Linked DNA regions of Ovis aries: region 2 is linked to region 1. A link is a contact called in public Hi-C data. All regions are on one chromosome and are shown on one strand. Each heading gives the region's core, a stretch centred on a gene start, on an enhancer-like site or on the middle of the called end of the contact. The rest is flanking DNA. Distances are from core to core; before and after follow the strand shown.

Region 1 (6,467 bases), core at 2,020-4,519:
AGCCAGTCTGGAGAGGGATGGGCCAGAATCCACTGTCACATAAGACCCAGGCAAAATCCAGGCATCCTGCCTCCAGGCCAGCATCTTTTTCTATTGGGGATAGAAATTCAGCTAGAAACTTAGGTCCAAATTCTGCTCTGCCACTTACTAAGTGCGTGACTGTGGGCAAGCTACCCAACCTCTCTGGTTTTTGCTGTCCTCATTTGCTAAATGGGGACACTGGCAGCACTGTTACCTACATCACAGGGTCACTATAATGCTCAAAAAAGTTAAGACAGACAAAGAACTTGAAGCAGCCAGCCATACTACTGACATAGTAAGCACTGAATAAAGGGCAGCCCAGAGGGGAGGAGGCAGTTCGCAGCATTTTGTTCACGTTAGAAACCCATAAGCAAAGGTGCACAGATATACAGAGACAAATACACACCCACATAAGCATCTCCATGTGCATGAACATACCCACTCACCACTTCACACACAGGCACCAGTCTATAAAGATACACGCATGCACAGATACACCCAGATAAACGCCCTGCAAACATGAGCTCCCATGTGCGCACACTCAGGAGCCCTTCAGGGCTGGTTAATGGGGGTGATCTGGGACTCAGGAGCAGGTGAGCCATGATCTCCAAATTTCCCTTGGGGTATCTCCCCCTCCCCCTGCCGCTCTCCACCCCATGACTGGTACAAACAATGAATCAGCTCCTCACCGGGTGACCCAGATTCCCGGCGGACCGGGCCCCACGCAGCCGCAACCCAGGCCCGCCTGTCAACACCTGTAGGGAGCCAGGCGTCTGCCACTCCTCCCCTGAGCAGTGACAGGCTGCTGGGGGCTTTAGGGACAGGCTGGGGCTGGGGGACTGCCACCTCTAAGTCCCTACCCCCCTTTGTGGGGAATCTGTTCTTGCCTCCAAGCACACAAGGGGTGGAGCATTTGGGTACTGAGCAGGAATGCAGTCTTTTGATACAAGCACACATTTTTGTACATACACTCACCACGGGGCCCAGTCAAGTACATGTGTTCATCAATAAACACAGTGGCCCTTGAAAGGCCTTCCTCCTGAGGTGTGTATCCCACAGGTACTGTGCACACGTTAGCCTGTGTGCAAACAGACATGAATACACGTGTATGTACACCCCTCACACACACACGCCTAGCCTGGGGTGGTGGGGAGCACTATGTGGACTCCTAGCAGTGACCGTCGCTGCTGGGAGCCTGTGGAAGCTGGTGATTCTGGGGTAGAGAATCTGATAGACACACTCAGTCCACACTCAGTCGCACGATTCACAAATATGCACACCTGTACACGTGTTTGAGATCTGGGGGTCCTTCTACACACAGACAAGGGTTTCAAGGGCCTGCAGGCAACTTAGGAGGCCATCTAGGCTCAGCGGTGCCTGGGGTATCCCGGGGTCCCGCAGGACCCCACCGAGTCCTCACGGCCTTCGACCGCCCGCCACTGACCTGCGTCTGCGTGAGGCCCAGCTGCGCGGCCAGCTCCGCGCGCTCGGGCAGCGCCAGGTACTGGGCCTTCTGGAAGCGGCGCTGCAGGGCGGCCAACTGGTAGCTGGAGTAGATCGTGCGCGGCTTTCGGACCTTCTTGGGCTTCCCGTTCACCATGCGCACCTCAGCTTCCGGCTCCTCCTTCACGGACACTGCGGGCAACGCACCGGGCGGTGGGCGACTCAGCCTCGGCCAGAGACACCGGCGCCCTCCGGAGCCCCGCGGGAGCCCCCACCCTCCGGCCCACCGACTCGTCCCGGGACTTCCTGGCGGCGCTCTCCGCCGCCGGCGCCCCGGGAGGGAGCTGCGGCCGCAGAGCCTGGCCGGCGGCCGCCCACGACGCTGCGCTCCCGGGCTCCTGCTCCCCCGGTCCCGGCGCCAGCCGCCCCTGGACGCGCACGGCCGCCGCCTCGCTCCCCAGTCCCTGCCGCCCGCCTGCTCGCCGCCCTCTCACAGGCACCTCGCCGTCGTCACTGCTCTCGCTCGCTCTTTCCTGTTCTCCCTTCCTTTTTTTGTTTTTTAGACCCTTTCTTTTTAGAATAATTTTAGATTTCAGAAAATGTTGCGGCCGCATCAGACTTCCTTTTCCTTCGCCCTTTCCTCGGATCCTTTCTTCCGTCTTTCCTTTCCCTTTGTCTCTCCATTTTTATGCCTCCACTTTATGTTTATAAATAAAAATATTTTATATTTTATAAAAATATTTGTATGCCTCCATTTTTCTTTTTGCCCCTGTCTCTTCACTCTCAATTGCTGCTTCCCTCCCTGTTTCCGTAATTCTGAGGGCTCTTTCTCCGTGTCGCCCTCATCTTTCTCCCCCTCCCCAGCCCAGATCCAAACTGCGGTCGCAGAACGCCCAGCGCCCGCCGCCTGCCCGGAGCCCGATGGAGAGCCGCTTGCTGAAGTGCCGGGAAAGCACCTGGATCCGGAGGCTCTCTGACCGTCCAGGGCCCTCTCCTTCTCCGCCTCGCTCACCCGGATCCTCACCCGGGACCGACCGCAGCGTCCCGCGTGCACCACGCCCCAAAGGCGCCCAGTTTCTGGACTGGAAGGTCGCCCGTCCACTCTGGGGGTCATCTAGCTCACCGTCTCTAACTTCAGACAGTACATTTCTTGGCCGGGACGCTCCCCTAGATTTTGGCTCCAATTCCTCTCTCTCGGGGACCTCCCAGTGCCTCCCGCTCTCAGAGACCCCGCGGTCCTCACCTGGGTCCTGAGCGGGCAGCGGCTGCTCCCGGTAGGCTCCATATTGCCGGTAGGAGGTTCCGTAGGTATATTCCGACTTGGGCGAATAAGCGCCTGTGCCTCCAAGCCCGTTGAGATTGAACTGGTGGTGGTAGGTGTAGGGGTTTACGGTCTGGCCATAGGGCTGGCCCGAGTAGTAGTCGTGCTGGGGAGCGCTGTAGTAGCCCAGGTCAGTGACGGAAGACTCGGGCAAGGTGGGCGAGTCCTTGGAACCCGCATGGCAGCTGAGCGAGCTGGAGATGTCGGTGAGGATGCTGCTGAGCTTGCGATCGAAGGAGCCACTCATCCTGGCGGGCGCCGTACCACCCCCGGGCTGGCCTCAGCCGGAACGCCGAAGCGGGCAGGAGCTCGGGGGAGGCGGAGGAGACGAGGCGGGGTTGTGTGTCCGGAGGGCGAGGGGGGAGGGTTCCCGGCAGCGTCTCTGGGGAGGGTCGGTCGAGGGGCGCTTAGACCATCGCGGGTCTTCGGGCGGTCGCGGCGCGCCTCTCGTCGCGTCCCAAGCCACAGTCAAATGCTGCCAGCTCCGCCCGGCCAGCCGGTTATAGACTCAATAGTGGAGTCGCAGAGGGAGGCCCCAGCGCTCTGATTGGCTGCAAGTCTTGCCTTCCAGGCAAAACATGCTCTTGCGCTCTTTCGTTTCTCTCTCATTCTTTGTTGTTACTCAACACACAAACACACATACACTCACACACACGTACACTCACACACTCTCTCTCTCTCACACACTCACACAGACCCCTCTGTTCCTCCTCCTGTGGATCCCTTCCCCAGCCCAGATAACCCCTCAGTGTTCCTGGAGGAAAGAGTTGGACAAGGGTATCTCTGCAAGAGTCCCCAGGTCTGTCCGTCTGTCTGTCTCTCTGCCTGTGAGTGGAAGGTGGGCTCAGGTGCCATAGAGGAGGGGAATTTGCCCGCTGGGTGTCTGTGAGGTAGGTGGTTCAAGGTGTGTGGGGTGGCGGGGCAAATGATGGGCAGACAAACATGCCCAAAGTGGCAGGACCCAGGCTCATGAAAATGTTCTGTTTTTTTCTTTTTTTTAATTAGAAGAAAAGAAAAAAAAATAAGTTAAAGAAAAAGTTTGAATATATATTACTATATCATTTTAACAGCAATGCAATCACAAAATGTAACTTTAAAAAATGTTTTTGATGAATGAAGGGGTCCATCAGACAAAAGTGCTTCAGGCCTAAAAAAGTCATCACTGGGTCCAGGGAAGCTCCAGGAGGTGCACAGCCTGTGTGTAGTGATGTTAAATTTGTCTCCAAAAGTTTCAGAGATGACCTAGGCTTGTGGGAAAGAATATGGTCCCCATGAAGATGGGTGGGACACAGGCTGGCTCTCTGTGCTTCAGTAAGTTTGGGGGCAGATTCTGTGCTTCTGGGACTTGTAATATCCAGACAGAGTGAGCATTTTCAGAGATCAGGGGTGTGTGATGTGGGGATTCATGTGTTCTGCAGCACATACAGAGTCCACGTTCATACAAAGAATGCACTCAGTGCAAGGGCATGCATGTGAGAGTGAGCCAGTGTGTATGGGAGTCGGAAAGTAGTGTGAGTGGAGGGCCATGGGATGGGGTGTCTGTGTATGAATTTGTAGTTGTATACAGATGCACATAAAACTCTCAGCACCTTCTCAACCTAAGGTAGTTGAGAACCATGATGCTCCACTGAACCCTGTCCCCCCTAAGAAAGAGGCTCTCTTCCCTGGGGACTCCCACCTCCTAGTTCTGTCTGGCCCACAAGGCCAGCTTTCTAAGTCATCCAAACTGCTCCCAAAGCTTTAGCTCATTTATCCATTCCACTTTCGATTCTGTTCTCCGTCTTCCTCTGTTGTGGGGAGAAGGAGTCTCTTCCAAATATCAGTTTCTAGTTGCATGACAACCTTCACACAGGGCTCCGCGGTCAATTCTCCGGTCCTCTTCCCCTGCCTGACCGGGCTAACTTGTCCCAGGACGCACAGTGCCAGCGCGCCACCTTCTGGTCAGTCTTTGGCTCGCCAGCATCCCCAAGTCTTGCCCAGCCCGGAGGAGGGGTCTCTTCCGAAGACTCTGTCCGGTGGAAAAGCGTGCTTTGGAAGAAAGCTTTGGAAGAGGCTCTGTGCCCCTTTCCAAAGCCAGACCGCCAGGGTAGGCTGTTAGGGTTCTCGGGGCTTTGAGAGCTGCCGTTGGCGAAGACAGAAGGCCACAGTCCTGGGTGCAAGGGGCAGGAGTGCCCGCCAGGCCCAAGTGGAGAGGCCGCGGCGTGGGAAAGGTGGGGGCGGGGGCTGGGCCTGGGGAGCGCTATCTGTCTGTCTATCTCCGCGTCCCCCCAGCGCCTATCGCCGGCCGCTCCGAGCCCGTGGCGGGGCGAGTTGCCACCCGCTCTGGATGCCCTCTGTTCTGGTGCCAAGAGGGCGCCTGGAGAGCCCGCGGCGCTGGGGGCAGGAAGGGCACTGGGCGGGGCCGGCCCCCCTCCCAGAATGGGAGCGGGGGAGGTAGGCGGGGCCTGCTTTGGAGCCCCCAGCACTCCAGAGTTGGATAAGCCCCTTCTTGGGGGTTCGTTCATTCATTCATTCATTCACCCGTCAACAGAGACAGAGAAACGCCAAGTAAAGCAGAGACAGAAGTCTGCCTTACTCACACGGTCCTCAGTGAAGCCTCACTCCCTTCCCTCCTTCTGGCTCTCCTAAGTAAAGTGAAGGGGCAGTGGGTTGGAAGCTCGGAATCCTGGAATCATGAAAGCTGAAAGCGTGGTGGTGATGGTGGGTTATGTTAGGATAGTTTCTATGCTGCATTCTGCTATGAAAACCTGAGAGTTCTAGAAGCAGATTTAAACTGCAGCATTAGGGACTGAAGAGAGCAATTAAATAATTGTTTGGTAATGTGAAGTTAGCATCTGATCCCCCATTGCCCGTGCTCTGGGACACCAGGGACCATATCTGTTTGGTTCACTACTATGTTCTAAATACCAAGGGCAGGTCCTGGCACACACAACCTCAGTACTCAACAGAAGTTTGATGAAAGAATAACTAGGACTCCCTAATACTGGAGAGGGGCTGAATCATCTCGGTTGGGTACGCTTGCAGGGTTAGGGAAAGGGGTGGCCTGGGGCAGGCTCCGGCATCAAGCTGTCCCACTCCAGGATAGAAGCAGCTTCCCAGATGAGGCCATGTGGCCCCAAAGGGGCCCGTCAGGCCAGCAAGACTGGAGCCACCAGCCGCTGGGCAGGCACCTGCCAGCTCAGGGTGGTGAGGTTGCCAGAGGATTCAGTGGGACTATTGCCACCCATTGCGCCTCACCTGAGCCAACAAGATGAGCAGGTGTCAGCCTGGGCATAGTCCTGCCGCTGGTGGAGGGGTGATGGAGGGCAGACAGTCTGATGCCTCTGGGAGGCTGGCAGGAGGGAGAAGGGGCAGTGCTGGCCAATGCTTCAGAGTCCATCGAACACCCTCTCTTTGGTATGAGAACATGTTCTCTGTTGAAGCAAGCGATTCCTTAGAGCCCAAATATTATGCCACCTGGGCACTGTAGGAGCAGCTGGATTTACAGAGTGCCAGGTCTGAGGGGAGGAACTCAGGAAGGACCCAGCCGGAGGGTGAACCGGCCAGCTCCTGTTCTCTTCATTGTCTGGTGAGCTGGCGCCACCTCGTGGTCACTGTGAGGAGGCGTATCCAGCTGCACTCTGGTAGACCTGGGAAAGCAGGCCACCTGCAGTGTCCCCCCATCACACCCAGAAAGAATGTT
Region 2 (6,467 bases), core at 2,409-4,908, 380 kb before region 1:
TTTACTGCAGCACTGGAGTGGCAGAGAGGAGGGGAGGGATACAGACAGGATTCTTCCAAAGGTGAGACTGAAGCAAGTGAAAGCATCAGAAGTGCTAAGCAAATGCCCAGCCAACCCACATCCAGGGTGCAAGAAGGCACCAAGGAGGCTGGGGGCCAAGGGCAGGACTAGCACATTGAGTTCCACCCTCTTCACTGAGCACCTGCTGTATGCCGGGTGTGACGGGTGAGAGGGTTAGGGATATGGAGAGGTGACCCTGAATGGCAGACACATCTGGGGTTAGTCACCTCCAGCACAGCTGTGCAGAGGTCACTGAATTTGTGGTCTGTCTTCCCATCCTGGGAGCAGCTGGAAGAAACAGTGTTGGGGCCACTTCCCAGAGGACCCTCTGCCAAACCCTACAGTCTCTTTTATGCCAGGCTGCTCTGCTCCTGTGAGCTGCTGCTCATTCCCTCTTTCTTGACATTCCCCACACACCAGTTTATCAAAGTCCAGAGGCCATTACCTGGGAAAGGGGCAAAAATGCATGGTCCTGAGCTCCCATCTGCTGACCCTGGAGTGGGACCTGGCATCCGCATGTGTACAGTTGCCTCAGTCTGGCACACTCATGTGAGAGCCCCACTGCTTCTGTTGCTTCTGGGATCAGCCCACAAACCCTCCTTGCCCCTGGCTGCCAGCTTCTGCCCTCTGCCCACCCCTTAAATCCATCCAAGCCCCTTGTTCTACTTGCACATCCACACTCTAGTACCCCAGGCTAGACTCTGTTCTGCCTTTGGTTGGCTAACAGCACCCAGACTTGACTTGACCAAAGCCAACCCCCCGGGAACCAACCTGCCTCCCCACCACTGGTAATGCCCACTTCAGAGAGCATCCTGCCTACCGTCCAAGCCAGAGACTTGGTTATCAGACTTGACTCCCTGTCTCCCTTCCTCCCTTATTTCAGCAACAACTCAATCCTGATCTGCCTCCCCAGCATGTTTCCAGTCTCCCCGTCTCTCTCACCCCAGATTGCATTTATCCCCTAACTGGTTCCCTCCAGAGCACTAGTCTTTCCTCTTTCTTGTGAATTCTCCAAAACGTTCTAAAATGCAAATCTAACTATAATTACCAGCCCCCTTAAAACCCTTCAAAATGTTTTCAAGGTCCTAACCCCCTTGACCCACAGGAAAGACCTTGGATCAGCTGTTACCAGCTTCCTGCTCCAACTTCTTCCCCTCCCCTCTGAGCTCCAGTAACAGCAAACTGCTTCTGGTTCTAGCCTCCAGATCTTAGACCATTCATTCGTCCTTTGGCACCACCTCCTCCAGGAAGCCATCCCTCTCCACCCACACCCACACGGTCCTTGGAGTATACGTACTGACTGCTGGAAGGATCTTTCTACTCACCACACCGAGTTATAATCATTGATTTTCATGTCTCAGTTCCACACTAGCCAGTGAGATCCTTGAGGGCAGGGATGGAGTTCCATTCATCTGTGTATCCCAACCCCTGGCCTGGTGCCTGGCACCAAGGACAGGCTTGGCCAGTGGTTGATGGATGAATGCGGAGTGGAAACTTGAAGGAAGAGAGAGTCAGTCAGGAAGGACTGAGAGGGCAATGAGGGCAAGCCTGGCAGGAGGCTCAGCCAGAGCAAATGTGTGGGCAGCAGAAAAGAGCTTCCCTTTATCGCACGCCATGACTGCCCGCAGCCTCTGTGCCTGCACTCTGCTTCCACATTCTGTCTCATTTAGTTCTTGCAACAACAGATCAGGAAACTGGCTTCAGAGAACCAAAGCAACCTGCCCAAGGTCACACAGCCAGGCCCGGAATGGAATCCAGGACTGTCTGGCCTGAAAATCTGTGCTCTTTCTGCTGGGTCACACTGCTCTCCTGGGGATAGGACCTTCTGGAGATGGACAAGGAGTGGGCCCAGCTACGCCTCTGCCTAGCTGAGCGCCGGAACCAGCTGCCCACGCTCAGGCCAACAGCTTCTTCCTCCCAGCCGGACCAGAGGCTCAGAGGCCAGACAAAGATTTATCTGTTCCTTCCTCCCCTGGCTTTGCTGGGGTGGGGGGTGGTCTTTGATTAGACATGCACACCCCCCACCACCCCCAGAGAAGGGCTGCTGTCTCCTGTACTGCCCAGGGTGCCTGGGGAATGCAGGGGGCCCTGTGACGCTGTCTGGGTTCTGCAGAATCTGTCTCCCTCATCGCACTTGGCCCAGGCTGATATTAAGATTCATCTGCATTCCCCATGCACCCGCCTGGCAGATGGTGGGGGAGGAGGCTGGGTGCGTGCTGGGGGCTGCAGCCAGAGACCAAGCTGGGCCTCGAGGGCCACAGCAGAGTGCCCACCCACCCTGCCCCATGGGCCAAGCCCAGGCTGGGGCTGTTCCAAATGCTGGGGTACCTCCTCAGCCTCACAGCCTCTGAAAAGTGCTGGGTGCTGGGACTTGACCTTTGATTTTTCTAAGGACTAAAGGGGCCCTGCAATTCCAAGAAGACAACGTGGAGATGTGGGGCAATGGGGGATGGGCCCCACTTTGCAATCTCGAATGAGGGTCTTTTTCTTCCTTCTTGCCCTGGAGGGTTGCAGAAACCTGAGACAGATACCCTGCTGGCATAGGAACCCCACATCCCTCATAGGAAGGGCAGAGTGAAGAATGGAGGTACAGCCTCCAGGGGCCTTGCTCACCTCACTTCTCAGCTTCTCAGGAGGCTTACCCTTGACCCCAGCCCCAGATATCCAGCCTGGCCCCTAGCTGCCTTTTCATCCCAAGACTCCAGTCAAGTTTCCTGTCACAGCGACTGGACTGAGAGGTACTGGGGGGAGGTGAGGAGGGTTATCCCAGCCCCTCTGAGTAAAGCAGAAGAGGATAGGAATTGAGATTATAACCAAAGGAGTTCAGGCTAGACACCCAGAAGAACTTCCCCCAGCACAAAAGCAAGTCTTGCAGACAGAGGTGGACTTTGGGCTGTGGAGACGGAAGGAAGACCTTCTTTTCTGGCTCTCTTGTAACGGGGTTTGGGAAAAATAATCTTTCCACATTCCAGGTCTCTTGGGGTTCAGGGCAGGGCAGCAGATTCTCAATGCTCCTTACCAGGAACAGAGGCCCTGCTCAGGGTTGGAATTAGTAGGGTTCCTATCCCCGAGGTCACCACCCTCTCCCTGCCTCGCGGAGTGAACTCCGCCCCCAAATCCTGCCCCCTGCGTCCTAAATCCCCGGGTTGCGGGCCGGCAGGGGAGGAGTTAACTGCGGAGGTACCGGCTGGGCTCACAGTACCTGCCGCCGCCGCCGCCGCCGCCGGTGGTGGGAGGGACGAGGAAGCGGGAGCCGCCTGGGCGCCAGGAGCGCTCCAGTCTGGCGGGAGGCAGCGCGGGTAGCGGCGGCGGGGCTTGGCGCGGCCAGGGGCGTCCGCCAGGGGGCGCGCCGCGACGGGGCGGGAGGGGCCATCTGGCCCGGGGAATTAGCTCTGGGGCGAGCGCGCGCGCGGGTCCCCAACACATCTGGGCGAGAGCGACGCCGCTGGAACCGAGGGGGCATATCTGCGGCCGCGGAGCCACCGCGCAGCTGGGGCCCTTCGAGGCGGTCGGGGCGCACATCTGGGGCCGCGAGAGGGGGCCGCGCCGCGCGCAGCTGGACCGGGGAGGGGGGCGGCGGCTGCACAGCTGGACCGAAGGGGGCGGGGTCGGTCCTGGGCGGCTGGCCGCGCGGAGGGCCGCCGGGGGCCGGGGGACTGGAGCATGGGACGGCGCGCCTGAAGGAGCGAGCAGGGGTGAGGAAGGGCCTGGGACCCTGAAGGGAACAGACGCGAGGAAGGGGCACGAGAGCAAAGAGGAAGATGCAACTGACTCGCTGCTGCTTCGTGTTCCTAGTGCAGGGCAGCCTCTATCTGGTGAGTGATCCGCGGGGAGCGGCGCGGAGGGGCGGGGGCTGGGAGGACTGGGGGAGAGCGCGGGAAGCTTCCGAGCCCGAAAACTTTCTCCCTTCCCCCCAACATCCCGGGGATGGAGGAGAAGCCTCGAGGCTGGGGGAGAGGGCGGGTCCGAGGCCGGAGACTGTACAGGAAGGGTTAATAGGGGCGGGGAGAGGGTGCTGGGCTGGCCCACCTACTCGGCCGCTGGTGGCGGGAGGTGCGACGGGCACGAGGGAAAATGCCCGCAGACGTCGCCAAGGGTCACTCGACCTCTTCCCGGGCCCCGGGCCGTGCGGAAGGGTAGTGGAGGGTGGCTGTGGAGCTGATGATCTGCCAGGGTAGGGGGCATGGGCTCTTCCGTGACCTCGGGGACGCGGAGGGACCCGGAGGGCCCCGCGCTCTGGGGCCCCCAGCGCACGAGCTGGCCCAGGCGGGGGGTGGCCCCCGCGTCCCTCGCTCCCGCCTTCCCTCCCGCTCCCTCCCTCCTTGCCTGTTGTTTTCCTCCTCTCCCGGCTGCGCGCAGCCCGAGCCCCACAGGACCTGGGCAGGCGGCTCCCGCCCCGGGCGCTCGCGGCAGCTGAGCGGAGCGCCCGAAGCCCGCTCCCCGTGCGCTCGCTCGCGTCTTCCTGGCGGCCCAGGACGCGGGGAATCCACACTAGACCCCAGCTCAGGGCGCGAATCCCCTCCGACCGACCGCCACCTACCAATCCTGTCGTGGAGAAGCCTCAGAGCCACATCTGGGTCTTCTCAAAACAATAATCCCCTTTGCCATTGTGTGGAAGAACCCTTCCCTTGTCATATCTCCCCCTAGGGCCCTTCTCTCCATCCTCCAGACATTCAGCTGTGACCCCCGCCCCCTCAGGGTTAAGTACACGCACACGTCTTCTGCCTTGACCCCAGCCCCGCGGCCCTCCCCTCCTGCTGTCCCTTTCCCCCACCCTTGGGTCCTGGCAGGCAGGGACACCGCGCACAACCGCAGACATGGCCAGGGCCAGAACAGGGGACATGAAGACCCCGAACCCCTTTGTAGCCGTGCGTATGACAACCTCAGGCATTCCACATCCTTATCCCAGGTCCCAGCAAGTCCAGATGCTGCCCAGCTGTGAGCTGGTGCACCTGGCGCTGGCTGTGAGACACAGAGGGCCTTTCTTGAAAAGCTGAGCATACCCATGCTGGGCAGCTGTCCTCAGGGAACCTGGTCCATTCCCCGGTGCCCTCCTGAGCTGTCCTGTGTTTGAGCTTGTCAGGCTGTCCTGCTGGCCCTCCCCACAGCTCCTTCAAGAAGCCTCCCCAGATGTTGCCTGTCAATAGAGCGGATGCCGCAGAGGCCATCCGAGCCTCCACAGAGCTTTCCAGAGATCCAAGATGAGGGTAGGGTTTGGATAAAACTCCCATAGAAGGACCCATCTGGTCTGAGAGCCTGGGGGTATGGTGGATTAGGAGGACTGACCCTGAGGGACCTAGTCTTGTGGTGATGTACACTGTGAGGCTGGTGTCCCCATCTGAGAAATGGGAATAAGAAGAGCTCCCTCCTAGTATGTCGTGTCCTGGCATGTTATCATCAGTGGAGTTTGGTTATCCTGGTTATGGAACTCACCCAGGTCTCCCTCAAACCCTCCCATTAAAACCTAAACCTCATTTGTGCTTGAGAGAGAACTTCACTGGGTTCTGTTTTCTTCTCTATCCTCTGTTGGTTCTCTTTGCCTCTGAGGGTAGAAACTCCCCCAGTGCAGGAATGGCGTCTCATTCAACAGACTAGAAAGTTCCCGAAGGCAAGGGCTGTACCTCCCCTGTCAAACGAGGGGCTCTCTCAGCAGAGAGATGGAGCACCCCGACCTGGCTTGGGGCTCTTTGAAGGCAGACAGTGTACCGCCCCCATTAGCCTGGGAATATCACAGAGGTGGAGACTGTATCTCTCCTAGACAACAACTGCTCTGTCAACGGAGGGGTGTACTGCGGTCTGATGAAGGCTCTCCCGAGATCAGGAGCTGGGCCTCCCCCATTAGACTTGGAGCTCTCTTAAGAGGAGAAGCTGGGTACCTCTGCAACCTTGGTCCCGGGAGAGAATTCCGCACCATCCTTCCAGAATTTGAATAGTGGCCAGAGGCAGCACAGTGGTGAGAGGAGCTAGGCATGACCTGAGTGTCAGAACGTGAGATGGAACCATGACACAGGCCAGAATGCACACCCAACCCCCAGTGTAAGTGAGCAACGTGCCGGGGCCCCTTGGCCCCAAGTCAGAGTGGAAGGGAGGGGCAGAGAGACGGTGCTGGTGGTAAGGAGTGGTGGGCTGGAATTCCTGAGTCCTCAGAAGGAGGACCCAGGTGCTCACTCTCCTCCCAACTCCCTCCGCAGGTCATCTGCGGCCAGGATGACGGCCCGCCAGGCTCAGAGGACCCTGAGCATGATGACTCTGAGAGCCAGGCCCGGCCCCGGATGCCTCGAAAGCGGGGCCACATGTCCCCTAAGTCCCGCCACATGGCCAACTCTACTCTCCTAGGACTGCTGGCTCCACCTGGGGAGGCATGGGGGGTCCTTGGGCAGCCCCCCAGTCGCCCAAACCACAGCCCC

What was found. A called contact is a pair of places that touch in the nucleus more often than the background predicts.
Region 2: a Hi-C map of tail adipose tissue shows a contact between it and region 1, with 8 times the contacts expected there. The contact joins the promoter of NXPH3 here to the promoter of DLX3 in region 1. A contact is called at or near these places in 8 of 16 Hi-C or Micro-C datasets (blood, liver, muscle and 3 more).

What each region holds. Positions count from the first base shown.
Region 1 is chr11:36,388,847-36,395,313 of ARS-UI_Ramb_v3.0, reverse strand. It overlaps DLX3 (distal-less homeobox 3), which reads right to left and starts at 3,269. Exons shown (of 3, transcript XM_004012779.5): 1 at 2,708-3,269; 2 at 1,466-1,656. The coding sequence starts at 3,032.
Region 2 is chr11:36,770,242-36,776,708 of ARS-UI_Ramb_v3.0, reverse strand. NXPH3 (neurexophilin 3) reads left to right here and starts at 3,658. Exons shown (of 2, transcript XM_004012789.6): 1 at 3,658-3,875; 2 at 6,252-6,467. The coding sequence starts at 3,822.